2 separate regions of the Gossypium arboreum genome follow, and region 1 is linked to region 2. A link is a contact called in public Hi-C data. All regions are on one chromosome and are shown on one strand. Each heading gives the region's core, a stretch centred on a gene start, on an enhancer-like site or on the middle of the called end of the contact. The rest is flanking DNA. Distances are from core to core; before and after follow the strand shown.

Region 1 (6,250 bases), core at 2,479-4,978, 200 kb after region 2:
CGCTCAAATTTTTAATTTTAAAATAAAGTTTAGGGAAGCAGCTGTAATGATCTGCAGAGTGGAAAAGTGGAAAGATGGAATGAGGTGAATGGAAAATTAGAAGAAAGATAAATTTTGAGTGTGCTTGGTAGCAAGGAAAATGGGAAGAAAGTAAATTAAAAAAAAAAAAAAGAAGATCATTTTCCATCCTAACGCATAAAAGTAACTCATTCCGATTTGGAATAATAAGCGGAAAGAAAATGAGCAAGGTGAAAATGTGCACTTCACATGATCATGCATTCTTTAGAATTTTCATTTTCTTTCCTCTTTTTTCAACTTTACCTTCTATCTTTACTATCACGCACACCAATGGGAAATAAATAAATAAATAAATTCTTTCAAATTTTCATTTTTCCAATATTCTTTCCACCTTATCATGCAAAGCCTTAGGGCTCAACAGCAAACTAAACAACCAGAGAAACAAATAGAAGTTCAATTTCATATCATAACAGTCACAAACAGACCAACTATATAAAGTCAAACAAGGGTATTGCAACTTAGAATTGTCAGTTACAACATCTTGAATGACCAAAGTTTCCACACTGCTATACATACAGTTCCCTTCCCTTAAGAAGCATACAACTTACATATAGGGTTAAGCAACTCTTTGCATGCTTAAGAAAATTTAATTGTGACCATCCTGAAAAGGGTTGTGGAAGGTGGTAGGCAGAATGAAGTAAAACATTTTGAACATTATAATTTAGTAGACCTTTTGAACCAGTCTGATAGCATCAACGACTAGAAATTACCTTAAACATGATTACACTAGCCAAAATGGTCAGTGATGTAAACATAACATAGTATATGGGAGAAACAACAGCAGTGTTGAAAGTATCAAGCGCCTGCAATTATGAAGATAAAATAAATTTTAAAAATAAAAAAGAATTGAAGTGCAAAACAAAAATTTTAAATCAGCAAGCAATGCAAAATTAAGGACACAATGATTCCGGGAGCAAGAAAGCATAAATAGATAAATTTCAACTGATTTAATGTTTAAATTAACAATTAAGAACACCACAAACAAGAATGTTGATAAGCAACGTTTGAGATGAAACATAATAGACTTTGGATAAAAATGACATATTTACAATCTCTTTTTCTCTTTGCATCTTTTTCTCACACTGAACATTTCCTCCCTTGTTTACTTTCTTTGAAGGGCCATTTCAAAATTATTCAAAAGAAAAAAAGGGCAACTGTAGACATTCATTTAAATAATTCATTACCTTGTTTAAATAATTCATTTGGGTAAGCACACAAGTAATCACAACTAAAGTAAAGGCCCATGTCTGAGGATATACAAGCTGATTCGTTCCTGAAAAGGTTAACTTCAACGCAATACCAAGTGCTTTAACACTCATTACCTGTCAAATAACACTCTTAGCAAAACAATCTGTCGAAAACAAAAAAAGAAAAAAGGCAAATACCATTGGAATGCAAACAGAATTATGCTACCAACAGCCTAGTACTGATACATACCGAAATGGAACCAACAAGAGAGCAAACTCCAATATAAACCATAATATGTGTCTGTCCGTATTGTGGAACAAATTGATATATAAGTATGAAGACAGCTGTTAAGACCAAAGCTGTGTAAAACAGAAAGCCTGCAAGAAGATCAAAGAGGAACTAAGATCTTTTTCTTTCTTTGCAGTTCAACAATTTAGAGCAGCAAAATGTGTTAAGAGCTACGGACTATCTTTAAGAAAATATAACCTGGCTCTGTAGCAAGATCCCAAACTTCTGTTACAGATTCAATTTGACGTTCTTGGGGAGCATGTAATACAATTGTTGTAGAGCCCACAACACATAAAATACAACCCAGAATCCCAAAAGTATGTAATCTTTCCCGCAAAATGATATGCGCAAGTACCGCACTGCAAGAGAAACAATGCTTAGCAATCAACTCTAAGTTGCCAAACCTAAATTTGAGTGTAAAGTTTCCTTGCCTGATAATGATGCTGAGGGCACCAAGAGGAGTGACCAGAATAGCTGGTGCAAATGCATATGCTGCAAAATTAGCAATTTCACCCACGACCACTGTTTCAAGGCCAATTACCAGTTAGAATTAACCACATATTCTTCAAGAATCATGAACCACAAGCAACAAGAACAACTCATTGTACTTAAAAAGACTGCAGGGTTTGATTAGTCCTTACACATTAAGAAGCGAGTATGGGATAAACATAAGAATTATTTTTCTATAAATGCATTGACAATATCATCCCATTTTTAATTGGGATAGCATAACTTTTTTAACATCCTTTAGGGACAATACATGGATAAAGAAAAGGAAAATAAAGAAAGAGGTTTCAGTATAAATGAAAAATCCATGAGATATTGGGTTAATGATCAATGAGAAATCAGTAAAACTTACTTGTTATCATGCCTGCCCACCAAAGAGGCTCAAGCAAGTAAGAATACCCTCCAACCCCTGTGTAAAATCCAATAAAACAATGTCATTGAAATGTATACTGCACATGGACAATAAGTCTCATAAAAAATGAAAAGGTAAACAACTACTAAATTATAGCAAATAAATTCTGAGAGTCTCCAGATAACTGAGGTAAATAAATAAAGAGGCTAATTGCTAGGCAACAGGACAATTTGAAGAAAAGAAAAGGTCAAGTCATAAATGGAAAAGACTCTATTCGATAGTAGCACAATATGCATGTAAAATCAGCAATTATATGGAACTTGAGACGCCCAAGCATATCGTTTCCTCCTATTGCATCCTATAAAGAAATACCACGAATAACTTCTGACAAAAATACATTGGCAAATGGCCATGTTTCTTAAACAGGTTATAATAATAATAAGTTATAGACGTACAATCAAAGATTCCAAGCAAACCCAAGTTCTAAGGGATGCAATTGCATACTAGATCAGCAACAGCTCAAATCAATATATTTAAATTGTGAATAAAATTCCCAAGGCAAATTAATTTCCATCATTTACAATTCACTCGATTTCATTTTCTGGAGGAGGGAACTGTTATTCACAGAATCCGACTACAATGTAAATCATTTTAAATCTTAAACATCAAAAAAAAAAAAAAAACAAAGGGAACTATTATACTAAAAACCTCGATAAAATTCTGAGTACCTGCCCTGATGCCAGAAGCACCAGCTTTCTTCAAGCCTTTTTTCTTAACAATGAAACTTGCCCCAATAAATAAACTCGAAGAAAGCGCTAAAACCAAACCCTTAACATTATCCGAGGACATGCCCTCCCTCCACTTTTGGACAACCGCCATACTCTTAGCCCTAGACTTGATAAAAAAAAAGATAAAAATAAAAAGCCCTAATTCTCAGGGAATGCGGCAATTCTATGTAACCAGACTTGGCAGGATCCTCGATTTGCTCTGAAACTCGGACCGAGTCTAAAAAATGGGTTCATGGATCTCGAAAGAAATCTCAATTTTACACAATCAGGGAATCGATTTAAACCAACCTGTGTTACAAGAACACGGGTTAACGGATCTATAAGTATTGAAGGATCGAGAAATGGAAGATATCTATAATTGTTGTGAAGGCAGAGGCTTCCTGGATTGGAAGAGAATCGCGTAGGCGTTGAGGTTGAGGATTTTACTACAATAACGACTCCTCTCCGACTCTGGTTTTGATTAACTTGTTTAAGCACCAAGTTTTCCTTTCTGATTTAGAACAATAATGGTCAAAATTTTCTATTAGTATCTTTACTATACATATGTTATTGATTTAGTCCTGTACTTTATTTCTATCAAATTTAGTCCTTTACTTTTTCGACTTTTTAAAATTTCAATCTTGAAATAAAGAGTAGTAATTAAATTTTTATGTGTATTAAAATTATAGATTTAATCCAATTCTCAAATTTAGTCATTCTTAATCTCTATTCTTTTCAAATTTTAAAATTTCAACATCGATAGACTTTTCTGCAAGTAATATGTGAAAATAACAAGTTAACATGACATTAAGCATGTGATAACGTATTTCTCGCATAAAATTTTGGAAACAACAGAACTTATCGATTTATGACAGATTTTTCAAAATACAAAAAAGAAAATAACCAAATTAAAATATAAGATTAAATTCATAACTTTAGCATTGTGCATGGACTAATACCAAAATTAAACCTTTTACAATATCCAACAACATACGCTTACTTGTTCTTAGAATTGGGATTCCAAACTCTAGTCTCAGTAAGCTTTACATGGCAATCTGCAAATTGATGCATCGACAGGAAAAGTTTTAGGTTTTAATGAATCAAATCTAATTTGGGGCCTATTATTTCCAAGCAGATTATTAAACATGATGAACATATCGAGATCCCGAACTTTGAATCTAGCATCCAACTTAAAATCCCTGACTCATCAATTTTTGTAAAATCTCTTTTTAGTTTATTTTATGGCATACACCTAGGTAAAGTCAATTTTGATTTAAAATGTCAATATTTAATGTTTAAATGGTAACTTTACAAGCTCAATAGCTTGAATCATTGCAGTAAGAAATGTTATATAATGAAACTAGCTCATTTGTAGCAATCTTGGTTCACTATACATGTGAATGAATAGTAGAATTTGGTAAATGCTAAGAATGGTATAAATGTGAGATTTCAACAAATATCTTTCAACTCTTATGTATATGAATGGTATGTTAACTATCTTAGAATTTATAGGATATGTGTTTTGGGTTTTGAGATCGTATTATAAATAAATTTGATGTTTTTAGGTGAATGTAAATAGGTACTAAAATTTGACCATTCGAAGTTGGTATATCACGTCGTGACGAGACCAAGTTGTTATATCACTGTGCGACACCGAGCTTGGGTCGCTACAATGAGACCTAATCAGTATGTTGTGTCGTGACAAAAAACCCCCTGACGTCACGACGTCAACAATCCAATATATTGAAATTCTTACAATTTGGTCATATCTCAACCTCGAGTTAGTTTTAGAGCTTTCATAAGCTCGTATAAGACCCAAAAACTATTGTATATTGTATTGTATGCATGATTGAGTTGTGATTGATCATTTAATAATATAAATTTATATTTTAATTTTTGTTTTTGTTTTTTTTATATTTTGGGAATTTAGGTTTCACTTTTATTATTATTTTATTTAGGTTAGGTTTTAAATAAATTTTAAATTGGGTTTGGATTTGGTTAGTATTGGAATTGGGTTTAAATATATATTAGAGTTAATAAGTGTAAATATGGTTGATTTAGTTTAAACGGTTTTGAAAACATCAACTCAACTGATTACTTAACTTGATATATATAAACTATTAATATATTATATATATATATATTACATTATAAAATAGAAGGGCCAACTTTTAAATGTACTAAGAGTATAGGGACGTAGAGAATATTTCAATCAAGATAATCATAAACAATAATATAAAATAATTAATATATTATGTACTACTATTATAGCATGTGATATAGTACTACATAATGTAACAATATTTTAAAGTTGTTAATACAAATTGAATTTACCAATTGATTTACTTGAACTGACTCGATTTGGTTGATTAAGTCGATTTTAACCACTAACTATAATAGATGATATACTATTATATAATATAATAATATATTATGTAACTATCTCTAAAACTTTAATACATATATAAAACTATTATTATATTATAAATTATAATAAAAAACATAGTATTACATAATATTATAATATCTACTCATTAATGCATATATATAAACTATTAATATATTATATATTATATGATATGATATAATATAATATTGTATTGTATTATATAATATAGTAGTAAACTTAACTTTTAAATATACAAAGTGTATAAGGACTTAAAATATTTCAACCAATATAATAATAAACCATAATATATAATGATAATTAATTTATTAAGTATTACTATTTCAGCATGTGATATAGTATTACATAATGTAATAATATATTTTAAAACTATTAATACACATATAACTGTTAATTGATCCAAAATCGAAATCGAATTTACCAACCGATTTGCATGAATTGGCGTGGTTTGGTTGATTTAATCAATTTTAGTCACTAAATATAATGAATGATATACTATTACATAATATAATAATATAGATATGGGGAGGATCCATTTACACCACTGTAAAACTAAAATAGTTATACACTCTTTTGTATCTATTTGTACGATTAATATTTTAACAATTCAACCTTTGAATTTATCGATATTATTGCACTTGCATGCATGTAAACTTTTAAACC
Region 2 (6,130 bases), core at 3,087-5,586:
AGACAACATTTCCTCCAGCATTAACTTGGCCTTCTGCAATTCATGTGGCACCTTGTCCAGATTTCCCTCAATCTTAAAAAGCAATGCCTGCAAAAGCATCTGCTCACTCCTTTGCAAGGCTAGTTTGGGATCAAGTGTGAGTTCACTGCTAGATTTTGGTGTCAAATCCAGGTATGCCCATGCAGCCTGAAGATCACCCTCATCAAACTGTGCCAATGCATGAATTGCATTCATCTCATTGCCAGCCGTAGTTAAAGCACCAGAATAACTCTTTCCAGCATATTTAGCCCGAAGTGTTTGCAACTCTAAAAGCCAGGATTCCAGAGATTTCCAGTCAGATACAGCCGTATAACTCTCTATAATACGTGCAATGCAAAACTGTGCACCATCAGAACCCATAGTACTGAGTGACTCCTCAGTCTGTAACAAGTGAGCAAAATGAGAAACAGCCTTTTCATATTGACCTTCTGCCTGATATACAAGCCCAGTTATCCACTGGAAAGGTTCAACTATGCCACTGTGATTCACTGACTGGTCTTCATCCAAAAGTAGAGGAGAAAAGGTAAGTGAAACCCATTTTTGCAGACCAATTAGAGCCTCTGATTCATGATTCCTGCATAGAGCCAATGACATGTGCCGTACAATCCTTGAGATATCTCCAATATATTTCTCCCTCATGTTATGGAGGTATTCAGTTACCTGAGCCTGAGACTTCTCTTTAAAAGCTGACACCACCAGATTTTTAAGCTCTTGCAGCCGCAGAGTGCAGTACTGAATGGTAGCATCGTGGCATTGTAACGCCAAACCAGCATTCATCATTGGCTCACAAATACGAGAAAACCACTCCTCACATACTTTCTTGTTTGCCCGGAAAAACAATGAACTCTGTCGGCCAGCAGATGGTAAAACAGCAGATCCCTCATATGCATTATATACATTTTTCTTAAGAGCCTCAACGAAATCCAACAATAACCTCATGGGCAACAAGTGTGCACCAGAAGAACCTATTATACTTAAGCTTCCATCATTCTGTTCACCATCAAGCTGTAGCACATGTGAAACATCCAAAAGCATCCGCTCCAAAGCTGCAAAAGTTTGAGTGGGCCCACCAAGGTTAGTTCGTAGACGAGTAGAAATACAATATCTAGCTGCCTCATGTATGGCCCACCAAGCACCAGCGAGGTTATTAACAGAGCAAAATTTTTCAAGAATATTTTCCATTTTTATATCCAACCATAGATCATTTGCACCTACAATCCCAGTCTCCTCAAGCTGTCCCAAACTGCTGTCCTTAGAGCTCCTACATGTATGAATAAGGCGTTGGATCCAAGAAGAAAGAGGCACTTTCCATCGTTGTGAAATGTAACTCAAAATGGAAACAAGTTGCTGAGAGTGAAGCTGCTGAGGCAGCTGCTTTAAGGCAAATACTTGCTTCCAGTACAAGTTTGAACTATTGCCTAACATAAGAGCTCGGGGCCTGGAATTGCTAAAGGCTCCAATATCGTGTATACCATATACATACATTGTAGTCAACAAGACATGAGACAGAAGCCTAACATAGGCATTTCTAATGTCAGCATCTGGATCACCAAGCTTTTCCAGGACCACATCACTAACAGAATTAAAGTACAAGGGATGCATCAACCTAGCTTGCAAAAGCAGCTCCAAAGATAATGTGACATGTAACCTGACCTTTGGTTCCCTGTCAAATGCAGCCTCCAAAATAGAGAAAATCAAATCTCCAAAAAGAGAGACATATCCAAATTCTTCATAAAAATTATATCTCATATTTGCACTCTCACATATGGAAATGAGATCTTCACAGAATCTTTGTACCCATTCCAAAGCAACTATTTTAACTGCGACAGGAGAAGAAACATGGAGAGCTCTAACAAGAAGTGTGCCAAACTCCCTTAGATACTCAATAATCACAGCTGGATGGACATCTCTAAGACTATTACCATCAAGTACTTTTTCAGTAGCAGCATCCCCAACAGGTATGTTGCCACTTTGATTTCTAATGGAACACTTGCTAAAGAATTTAACCATACTTAACCTATCTAGTGTCTTGATAACATGGACTTGCAATTCCACACAAAACTGAATAGGTGACTCAAAAGGACTCAGCTTCTCAATGATAAAAGAAATCAAACTTTCTGACCTCTGAAGATACAAGGCAGTGATCTTTGGTTGGACAATCAAACTGTTACATCCACACAAGGAAATGGAGGTTAACAAAACTTTCAAATCAAATTTAATCAATGCAAACAACTCAAATTTAGAGTAACATCTCAAATCCCCCGCACTATTAACCTCCTCTCCATGAACTATTTTTTTTTTAAGCATACCCTTCAACAGCTCTAGTTCTTCAGTTAACAAGGTCATTGCCTGTTGAACTATTTCATCATTCCCCTGTTGAAGCAAGAAAACATAAGTAGCTGCAGAACTTCCAGTGACTAAATGATTTGGATGCAAGCGCAGCTGAGATATTGCTCTGTCAAAATGAAGAATTTTCTTCACAGATGAGGGAAGGAGGCCAAGCTTTTGCAAAGATAATAATTGAAGATTAGTTTTTAACACTCCATGAACTTGAAAGGAGGTTATCTTCCCAGCTCCAAGAGGCCGACTAGTGTTTCCCAATTCCAAGCTCTGAAATAATATGTCAATAGCAAGTGGGTAAAACGTGGAAAACCTTTCTTGTAATATTTCTGCCAATAGAGTCAAGCACTTCCAAGAATCCTCAATCCATCTTGACCATCCAAACTTCTTTCCAACAACAGATAAACATCCCAATAACCGGGGAAGCATTTTGCTTAGAGGTTCACTTATTTGTTCAAGTAGATTCATTTCAAGCAATCCAGATGCAGTCGATTGCAAAACTGTAGAAAAACAAGAAAGCAATGCAAGCAACCTACGAAACTGTTGTGGGGTTCCATGGGTCCCATCCTGAAGCAATACATCCATGTCTCCCAGGAACTTAGACAACAATCCCAGAGAAAACTGCAAATTACCCACCCAATGCTTCTGAAATTGCAAGAAACTATCCATAATGACCCTCCTGTCAGATTCTGCAAGGTCAGGCACCAATGCCCACCCAAGAAGAAGATCAATAATGTCAAGAAAATGCGGTTGGAAAGACAGCGAAAACTTCAATGATATCAAAGTCAAAACACTTAGAAGCCGATGTAATAAACTCAAGGAAGTTCTCTCATCCTCCAGAAGTTCTTGGCATGCTTTGAGGATTGGTAAAGCATATCTTTCAATCGCACCCACATCACCAACACTAAGAAACTCACGTAGACCTTCCAAGGCCAGTTCCGTGGTCCCGTCCCCAGCACTAATATTACTAAGCAGTGGTAAAGCCCATCCAATGAACCTGTCCACCAAACTACTGAGCATAACATGGTTTTGCCTCCCACTTGATCCTATTGGGACCGAACATACAACTGCACAAAGAGCAGCATATGCAATAGCAGCAGACTGCCTCACTGCGTATGACCTGATCAAATTTGTGCCAGAAATTTCAACAAGCTATACATAAAATATATTCTAAGAATCACATATTTTTTTAAAAATTTGGAAGCATGATCTCAAAGTTCTCAGAACTCATAATTTATAGTCTATAAGCATTCTTTTTAAATTGTAATTTAACAATTTAATGGTCAAGCATACATAAGAACAATTCTTCTTTTCTTTGAGATAAAAAATTGTTACCACGTAATAAGAAAACAAAGAAAGTAAACAAAAAGAAATAAGCATAAATAATGTTGAAATTCAAATAAATTTAAATGCGAGCGAGAGGGACAGAGTTATACTTGTCAGAAAGAAGTTGACAGAAGCCTTGGGCGAGGAAAGAAGCGGAGTGGGCGACGAGGATGGAGTTAGGAGGGTAAATGATGGCGCGGTGGAGAGAATTAATAGCTGCAAGACGAGCTGAGTCGTTTTCGTCGGATTTGGTTGAAACAGTGGGAGTTGATGCAGTTGTGGGAAGCGTAGTTGAGGCAGTGGTGGAGGAAGAAGAAGTGACGGAAGCGGTGGCCGCGGCGGTGGTGTCTTTGGGGAGGGCAGCGGAAAGGAGAGCAGCCAGTTGCTGTTGTTGGTGGTGGAGTCCTTGCATCATTGTTGAAAAGATATCTATGGCTTCGCATCTCTTGATCGTTTCCCTTCTGCGCTTGCTTGTCCCAGCGGATGCGTTTCAAAGCGTTCCGTTGTGGCGTTTTCCCTTTCTTTCTTATATTTTCTCTTTCTTTTGTAATACCGAATTATAGCTTTAGTTTTTTTTGGTAAACTGCATCTAAAGTCACTCATTAAATTTTAAAATTTTAAAATATCACCGAAAATTATTAAATTTACACTTTTTTTTATAGGTCCCTTAAAATTGTAAATATAATAATCATTTACCATTTGATTTTCAATCATCGTACTTAAAAGCCCCCGCCTCGAGTAAGTTCCATTGATTTATAAAGATTATTTGGCATAATAATAAATTTAACTTTTAATATTTACATTTTTATCAATTTGATCCTTATTCTTTTTTAGCTAAATTTGACCTCAATCTTATAAAAATAATCGAATTTGACAATTAACCTTCCAAAAGAGTCGAATAGTTATTTTTATAAGATTCAATTTTTAAACATAACAGCTCATATAACAATACATGTATACTTCATACTAATTTTTAAGAATTTTTTTACTTTTTTTGTTTTTTAAATATTTTTATAATTTTTAAATTCTTTATTAAGTAGCATATAAAATAAATAGTGTCGTGTTAACATGAAATACATGTAAACTATTATCGGGTTATCACACCAACATCATTAAAAGACTAATGTTTTAATTAGCATTTACGTTAAAAATGATTTCACTCCTTTTAAAAGATTAATAATCAATTTAACTAAAAAGAAAGTCAAATTGACAAAAGATGTAAGCATTGAAGACTAAATCTGTCATTATACAATTTTTATGAAATATACTTTATTCCTTAGCTAAAAGGATTTATCCAAAAAAAATTCATATCCTCTAATAAAAACATAATTAAATTAATCTTTTTCGCCAATGATTTTCATTGTTAATTGTTACTATACTGACATGGACATTAATATTAATGAAGTAAGGTTGACATGACTATTCATAACAACCACTATTGACATAAACTACTATGTCATCGAAAATAAAAATATTTTTAAAAAAATATAAATCAAAATAAATTTAAATAAATTGATGTTTAGGTGCATTTCAATATAAACATTCATTTGCTTATATTTATTCAGATTTTAATTTTTGAATTAAAAATTATTAAAAGTTTGTAACACATTAAAAACTTATAAAATATAAAAAATATTTTAAAATTAAAATTCAAAATAAACCTAAACAAATGATTGTTATAGTTTATTCAAATCTAGGAGCTTTAGTTATTTGTGATCAAACTTTTATTATTTTACTTGACGAGAAAAGATTGTATGAAACATAAATATATTCACTTTCTAATAATTTTATATCATATCAACAATATCATTCTGAATTTTAAAATTTTAATTTAGATTTGATCTTGTTCGGATGAAAATATTAAAATTTAGTATAAAACTATTGATGTGACATAAAACTATTAAAAAATAAATGCAAATAACATGGCTTTACTATTTTATACAATCTTTTTCCTTTGCTTAAAATAGAGAGAATGTTGATTTTTATGGCTTTTGCTATGCTAGTTGTCTAATTTCTCAACTATTATTTGTTTTTACTTGTTTTTTTTGGTTGTTTTCATAAAAAAGTATCTATTGACCATTTCCCTTCTTGCTCAATTGGTCAAAAATTGTGAACTTATTTTGTGAAGATTTTAGTTTTACACATTCATCTATTACCTTTCTTTTTAAAGATTATTTTATATATTAATATATTTTTATTGTTTATTCATAATTGTTAAAGATTTTGTTCAGTTATATGTGGTCATTAATGCATAAATACCATGAAGTTCAAAACAATATTGTACAGCAAGTTTGTGGCCTCATACATAGATTGTTGAAGTTAAAAAATAATAGTGTTCAAGTATATGCAGATGTCAAGGCATCATTACCATAAATGTTGAAGATTGGCGTTTTTATGTATATGTTATGTATAGATTGTAACGCCT

What was found. A called contact is a pair of places that touch in the nucleus more often than the background predicts.
Region 1: a Hi-C map of leaf shows a contact between it and region 2, with 3 times the contacts expected there. The contact joins the promoter of LOC108460971 here to the promoter of LOC108489099 in region 2. A contact is called at or near these places in 3 of 5 Hi-C or Micro-C datasets (all in leaf).

Annotation. Positions count from the first base shown.
Region 1 is chr2:106,344,928-106,351,177 of ASM2569848v2, forward strand. LOC108460971 (probable magnesium transporter NIPA3) reads right to left here and starts at 3,729. Exons shown (of 10, transcript XR_001867701.2): 1 at 3,142-3,729; 2 at 2,414-2,470; 3 at 1,986-2,076; 4 at 1,753-1,913; 5 at 1,516-1,643; 6 at 1,263-1,400; 7 at 789-881.
Region 2 is chr2:106,142,913-106,149,042 of ASM2569848v2, forward strand. It overlaps LOC108489099, which reads right to left and starts at 4,337. Exons shown (of 15, transcript XM_017793381.2): 1 at 3,816-4,337; 2 at 1-3,499. The coding sequence starts at 4,120.